2 separate regions of the Mus musculus genome follow, and region 1 is linked to region 2. Evidence: chromatin contacts called from public HiChIP or PLAC-seq data. All regions are on one chromosome and are shown on one strand. The core of a region is the stretch at or near the end of the contact, and the rest is flanking DNA. Distances in the headings are between cores, read along the strand shown. Region 1 holds the start of Ubxn6 (UBX domain protein 6). Region 2 holds the start of Lonp1 (lon peptidase 1, mitochondrial).

Evidence for each region. HiChIP or PLAC-seq counts read pairs in DNA pulled down with a chosen protein or histone mark.
Region 1: a contact with region 2 is called in an H3K27ac HiChIP or PLAC-seq map of regulatory T cells, with 6 times the contacts expected there. The contact joins the promoter of Ubxn6 here to the promoter of Lonp1 in region 2. A contact is called at or near these places in 14 of 39 promoter capture datasets (the 3T3-L1 cell line, the C10 cell line, the HPC-7 cell line and 10 more), 6 of 484 Hi-C or Micro-C datasets (B cells, the Ba/F3 cell line, CD4 T cells and 3 more), 12 of 115 datasets of contacts at active chromatin or transcription factors (Th17 cells, bone marrow-derived macrophages, double positive thymocytes and 9 more) and 3 of 9 other capture datasets (adipose tissue, liver and pancreatic islet).

The regions. Positions count from the first base shown.
Region 1 is chr17:56,073,262-56,076,371 of GRCm38.p6, reverse strand. It overlaps Ubxn6 (UBX domain protein 6), which reads left to right and starts at 1,346. Exons shown (of 11, transcript NM_001379361.1): 1 at 1,346-1,536. The coding sequence starts at 1,454.
Region 2 is chr17:56,625,128-56,628,665 of GRCm38.p6, reverse strand. Lonp1 (lon peptidase 1, mitochondrial) reads left to right here and starts at 1,763. Exons shown (of 18, transcript NM_028782.2): 1 at 1,763-2,185. The coding sequence starts at 1,793. It overlaps Catsperd (cation channel sperm associated auxiliary subunit delta), which reads right to left and starts at 523. Exons shown (of 22, transcript NM_175350.3): 1 at 416-523. The coding sequence starts at 477.

The DNA.
Region 1 (3,110 bases), core at 97-2,596, 550 kb after region 2:
GGCTGGTGAGATGGCTCAACGGTTAAGAGCACTGACTGCTCTTCCAAAGGTCCTGAGTTCAAATCCCAGCAACCACATGGTGGCTCACAATCATCCCTAACAAAAATCTGATGCCCTCTTCTGGAGTGTCTGAAGACAGCTACAGTGTACATACATATAATAAATAAATAAATAAATAAATAAATAAATAAATAAATAAACAAATCTTAAAAAAAATTATTTGTATGTGAGTACACTGTTGCTCCCTTCAGACAAACCAGAAGAGGGCACTGCATCCCATTATAGATGATTGGGAGTCATCATGTGGTTGCTGGGAATTGAACTCAGGACCTCTAGAAGATCTTATCCGCTGAGCCATCTCTCCAGCCCACATCCTGGCTGCCTTCTTTAAGGTGCTCCACTCCTCTCTTCACTGTAGCTCTTGGAAACCTGTCTTCCACAGTTCTCATCAAATGCCTCCATTGCTCTCCTCCAGCCATGGGGCTTGTTTCCTTGAAATCACCAGGGTGTCCCATCCTTCAGCTTTGTGCATTTTTGGATCTAATGGTTGGCAAAACTAATAAAATTATTAACAGCCTGGGTAGCCCACAAAGCTGCTTTATCTCTGACAAATTTCACACCAACACAGACGAAAGCTTGCCCATAGGCACTTCAGTTACATGATCCAAAGACCACAATGCCATGCGCATTAGGGTAGAATTACATGCACACAGACAGGGGGTGCAGAAGAGCTCCTGGAATCTCAAGTTTGTGTCCAATGACCCACTTCCCCCCTTCTTTCTAATGAGTGACCATTAACAGTGAAGTATATGATTTTGGGGGTCTCTTGCACAGTCACAGTGATTCTGATCTAGATGATGGCTGTTTTTCACATGAACAGTAGTGTTCTAAAAAGCCTGAGTCCAGAGCATCCAACTTTTTGTTGTGTGTACACACCACACGAGATGGAAGTGTTGGAGGAGATTAAACTCAGCTTTGCACATGTTGAGCAAGCCCTGTACCAACTGCGGTCTCTGCTTTGACCTTGCCTGTACCAATCTCTCTGTCGGCTCCTTCTAGCTTGTCTCTCCCAGAGCAGATTTCAGGCTCATGCACAGTACATTCATACTCATTTTCTCTGTAGTATGGACTGGCCTTGAACTCCTGACATCCACCCTGGTTCCAGTAGCTCTGGGTACTCTTCTAGGCTGCTCGCTGTTTGGATGCTCTCTTTAAGCTCCCCTGGTGGCTGCTGCGGTCTTAAGGGAGGCGAGCCTGTCGCCCCGGCAACGGCGTCCGCAGACAGGAAGATGGCGCCCCGCCCGCGCGAGGTGCTGCAAGGCGATTGTCACGTGAACCAGGCGGGACTTCCGTCGCCGCGATATTTTCTTTCCGGTGGTTGGCCGCCTGCTCCTCATCCACCCGGGCCCTGCGCCCTCCGCCCTGCGGCCCAAGCCGCCGGGCCGCTGCCGCCATGAAGAAGTTCTTCCAGGAAATCAAGGCTGACATCAAGTTCAAGAGCGCGGGGCCCGGCCAGAAGCTTACGGATTCCGCAGGGTATGTGACGCTGGTTGGGCGACGGAGAGGGCGAGGGCCAGGGGGCAAAAAGGGCCGGCGGTTGGGTGTCAGGGTCTTTCTAGGCTATGCTTAGCAGGAGTAGATTGGTGGGTGGGGTGTGGAAGATTGTAAGGCAGGGGCGGAGCCTACAATGAGGGCGGGGCGTTGTAGCAGTGGTGGGCGGGGCAGAAGGGAGGGCAGTTGTGTGGTGTAGCACGGGTGGGCGGGGCGCTAAGGGTAGGCGTGGGCGGTCGTGGCCAGGGCGCGTTGGTCACTGCTTAGAGACTCTTGGTTCTGGGTGGTGAGAAGGGACGGGGCAATGCCCAGAATTTAGCTAAGAGAAGAGCCGCCTAAAGGTGTGGCCTTGGCGAAATGTGGGTAGGAAGGACCTAAGAGAAGGTGTGGGAAGAAGGTCTGTGAGAGATGTTAAGACTTCTTTGTAGGTTGTGTGGTAATCTGGGAGGGGTTGGGGAGTGAGAGAGGATTATAGAAGGATCTTGGAGGAGTGTGGAAACCAGAGAGGCCCAGACCCAGAATGTTGTTGAGTGGTTGGGGTGACAGGTGAAGATGGGATCTCTGTGGGGGCCTTGGCAACTCCGGGTCTTCCAGGAGTACTTTCCTGGAGTTCTTTCCGGAGAACTTTGTGTTCTGGAGAGGGAGGTAAGGCATGTTGGAGCTGCTCAGAAGGGGTGAAGTAGAGATTGGAGACAGCTACAGGCTACCAGGGAGTAGTCTGCAGGAAGTATATGTGGAGGAAAATGACAACCAGCGACTGGGGCTGAATGTGAGGAGAAGGAGGGGCCTGCAAGCCAGGGCTAGAAGGGAGGTAAACACACCAGGGTACAGCTACAAATAGTGGGGCAGTTTCAATGATGAGAGGAACATGGAGGTTCAAAGGATCCTCAGGCCAGAAGTTGGAGGGGATGGTCCAGTGTCCGTGATCTGTGTGTGATCTATAAAAGTAAATGTCACTTTTATTTCCTCAGATGAAGTGATGAGAGCTGCAACCATGCTCTGTGAACACAACACACTGCTTGGGCTGAGCTCAGAGCATTATCCATGTTCTAACAACTATCCCAGGAAGCTTCTAGCATCTGTACAATCTAATTAACCAAGCTGACTAATTCAATTTGGCTTCTCTCAATTTCTCACTGAAGTGCTCTGCTTGGACTCAAACTAAGTCTGGCAGTCTCTTCTAATCTTCTGGTTCCTTCTCATTCTCTCGCTGCAACCTGCCTCTGAACTGCACTGGCAGGCTGAACTGCTTTCAACTCTCTCTCTCTGTGCTGCCTTTTGAGTCCTCTCTTTCCTGACTGTTCTCAGAGTTGGGTGTAATCTATCCCTGACTCATTCTGTCAAATTTTTCTGATTCGTCACTGTCTGCCACTCAATTAGATGCCACTTTCAAACATGACTTCTTCCTTCTACAAACTAACCTTACCTACATTGTTAGGGATTAAAGATACATACTATGGACCTGTCTGCATTCCAGCAAGAGAGATTAAAGATTTGTTGCATGTCTGCATTCCTCCCACATGTTGCTTGATTAAAATTCCTCTATACACCGTTTTGCA
Region 2 (3,538 bases), core at 514-3,013:
GCACAAGGAACTTAGGTTTGACGCATGTCCAAAGCCCTGGCTCCACACCCAGAAATGGATTTTAGTGATTTGCTTGGGAGAGATATGCCAAATTTGATTTCTACAATTGGGCTGGAGGGTATGCCTGGGCTCCAACAAGAACCAGCCCCATTCCTCCTGTCATAAACCTCCCAGCAGGGCTGGAGAGATGGCTCAGTGGTTAAGAGCACTGACTGCTCTTCCAGTGGTCCTGAGTTCAATTCCCAGCAACCACATGGTGGCTCACAACCATCTGTAATGGGATTTAATGGCCTCTTCTGGTGCGTCTGAAGACAGCTACAGTGTATTCATATAAATAAAAAAAATAAAATTGAAATATCATTTAAAAAAAAAAAAAACCTCCCAGCAGCAATCCAACCCAGTTAGGCAGTTGTACCGGCACAGTGTGTGAGCCCTGACCATGGTGGCCACTGCTGCTGCTAGCATCAACACCAGCATCTTGCCTGGTTCTCCACAGCTAACACTGCTCTTCAACCGCCAAGCTTGAGAAAGTGTCTGAGCATGCGTGAGGTTAGGCCGCTTCTCTCCTACCCGCCTCTTGTCTGGGCACGCGCACCAGGTAAGAAGGCCACTAGCAGGACCTTTTGGACGTGTCGGACAAAAGCCCGGTTAGGTCTACGCAGAGGAAACTGGAAGGAGTGGGCATGCGCAATATGGAAGCAGAGCTCGCACATTTCAAACCTGAAAATTACACCCAGGTTCCCAGATCCATAAGTCAAAATCCAAAGCATGCCCAAACTTCAAGGAGGTCACCACAGCACTAGCATGAGCACACGTGGGTGTGGAAGCAGAGCTTTGGGCATGCATCAATCCACTCCCTGCTTTGTGGAGCCGGAGCATGCACACGGGTCTCTTGGGACGTGTCCTGGAAGCTTCAGTGTTTTGGTAAGTGCCTCACGGACCACTGACAACAAAGGCAACGCTGAGCAGGCGCACCTGCGCACGGCCTTTAGCATGCATACTATACGAGAGGCAAAAGCCCTCCAAGCACGCCTCCTCCAGTGTGGAGTGAAGATGCCACCAACTGCGTAGGGAGATGTAGTAAAACCTGTTGTTGTGTATCAACAAAGAACGCTGAAAAGACTAAAGTTAAAGGAGGGGTGCGCTGTACTTTTCTTCCGATGCCTTCAGAACACAGAATTTACCCTGTAAAACCTTTTTGATGGCAGTAGAAAAACAGAACGCAGTACTAAGGTACAGCTTGGACAGGACAAACCAGTAGTTGTAGGAACTGGGAGGGGCCACGCTTCTTCCAGGCCCCCTTCCTAGAGCGATGCCCCCCGCCCCCTCCGCACAAGCTCCAGTCTGGAGTCACCGCTCTGGCCACGCCCCTATGTCAAGCCCCGACCTTTGAGCCCGCCTTCGGCCATATCCCTGATTCCAGTTCCTCCAATCCCTGCCTGGTGGAGCGCCCCCCATTCGGACCACACACCAGTCCTGCTTTCTCCGTCATGTTTCCTCAAGCTTACTACACCTCTCACTTTTTCATCCAGATCCTCAAAGTCCTCTCTAGAACATCCTTCATCGGGCCACGCCCCCTTGCCGTCCAACTCCAAGCCCCGCTCTGAGCCTTGAACCACGCCCCTACTCCGCCCTCCCATCCCCAAACCCAGTCTCCCTCTGACCACGCCCACTCACTCACCTTATTCAAGCTCCGCCTCTCCAGCCCGAAGCACGCGAGCGTCATCACGTGCGCAAACGGGGGGCGAGCAGAGATGACGTAAGTGCGGTGCGCCGTCAGTATGGCTGTTCCATGGCGGCGAGCACAGGCTACGTGCGGCTCTGGGCCGCTGCGCGGTGCTGGGTTCTGCGGCGGCCGCTGCTGGCTGTCACCGGAGGCCGGGTCCCGAGCGCGTCCGGGTCGTGGCTGCGCCGAGGATGTCGGGCCTGCGACATGTCAGCTCCCTGGGGCGGCCGCGTTCTTCCCGGCGGGGTCCAGTGGCGGGGGCTGTGGGACTCGGGCAACCGCGGTGGCAGCGACGAGACCTCCGAGGGCGGTGCGGAGGACGGGGCCACGGCGAGCACCGGGGAAGGCCCGGTCGTCACAGCGCTCGCGCCCATGACCGTCCCGGATGTGTTTCCTCACCTGCCGCTCATCGCCATCACCCGCAACCCTGTGTTCCCGCGCTTTATCAAGATCGTGGAGGTAACCAGAGCCCCCGCTCCCCTGCTCTGCTAGCGGGACCGAGTGGTCTCTCAGCTCCCTCGCGTCTAAGAAACTTTTGGAACCGCACTCCTGCTTGTCATCGCACCACTCTGAGGCAAGAGGATACCACAGTCCTTGGTGGCTCACTTGGACACAAATTCTTCCCTTTTTCTGGTCCTTCAGGACCCGAGATAGTGAGTGTAGAAATCCCAGGCCGACTAGCAACAGAGTATAGTTATTTCGCTTCCATCCTGGTGAAAGTTTTGTAACGCCTTCTCAGCCTTGTTCAATGGTGTAGAGTTTATTCATTGAGACAGCCTTATGTATCTTTTGTCTTGAGACATTCTCCTTTTTCACACCCTTAATTACCCGCGTAATGTATCGGGCATAGTTGTGGGGATACAAAGTTACAGGCTTTAGGTATTACATTGTAGGAGTAGGAGAAAGGCCGGAATTACTGGAGTCTGAGTGGTTTACCAAAAAAAAAAAAGGGACAGGATTTTTTTTTTTTCCCTGACACTGTCCCTGACATCTTCCTGGTATTTACCCCTAAAAAGAAAGAAACTTCAAACAGCCTTTTAACTAAGGGAGGAAAATTCCACTGCAGGAAGCTGATCCCATCTGATCCTTTCAAATTAGCTGGCCATGAAGAGGGAGGGAGAACAGGATGATGAAATCAACAGAAAGCAGAGACTTTTAAAGGGGAATTTTCAATCTGCCATCTATTCCCCTATGTCTTGAGTTCACAGAGAGCAGTGGTTATCAGTTAACCTACTAGCAAGGTCATACAGTGAGTCACAGCCACATCACCCGCAGGCCCCCTCCATTCTCTTTGCCCTGCCAACCCTTGAAGGGAAGTGTATCAGCACAGATGTGGGGAGGGTTAAAGCGAGCTCCTCCACCTACCTCCACTCCCATGCTTCCAAGGCCCATCTCACGTTGTCTGTCTGGTAGAAGGACACACACATTTGCCAGATAACTTCTGTAGGGTAACACGGCATCATCACCTATCTACAAGTTGCTCCCCAGGGCCTTAGTTTTCCTCACCTGGGAAATGGACATAATAGCAGTTCCTGTCTTGGAATCAGAGAACTCTTGTGGAACTCACACAAACTGTATGTAAAGGCTATTTTGGTTTTGGTTGAGGCAGGATCTCATGTAGCTCAGGCTGCCCTTCTAGTTGCTGTGTAGTTGAAGTTGGCTTTAGCTCCAGATCTTCCATCTCTTTAGCTTTTGGGTAAGAAGTGCCTCATCTGGTCCTGAGTGACTGAGTTATAAGTCTCTGCTGTTTGCTGCTTGGAGGGGGTTTCCTCATACCGTGATGCTCATAGGACTTGTTATGCCTGGCAGGCT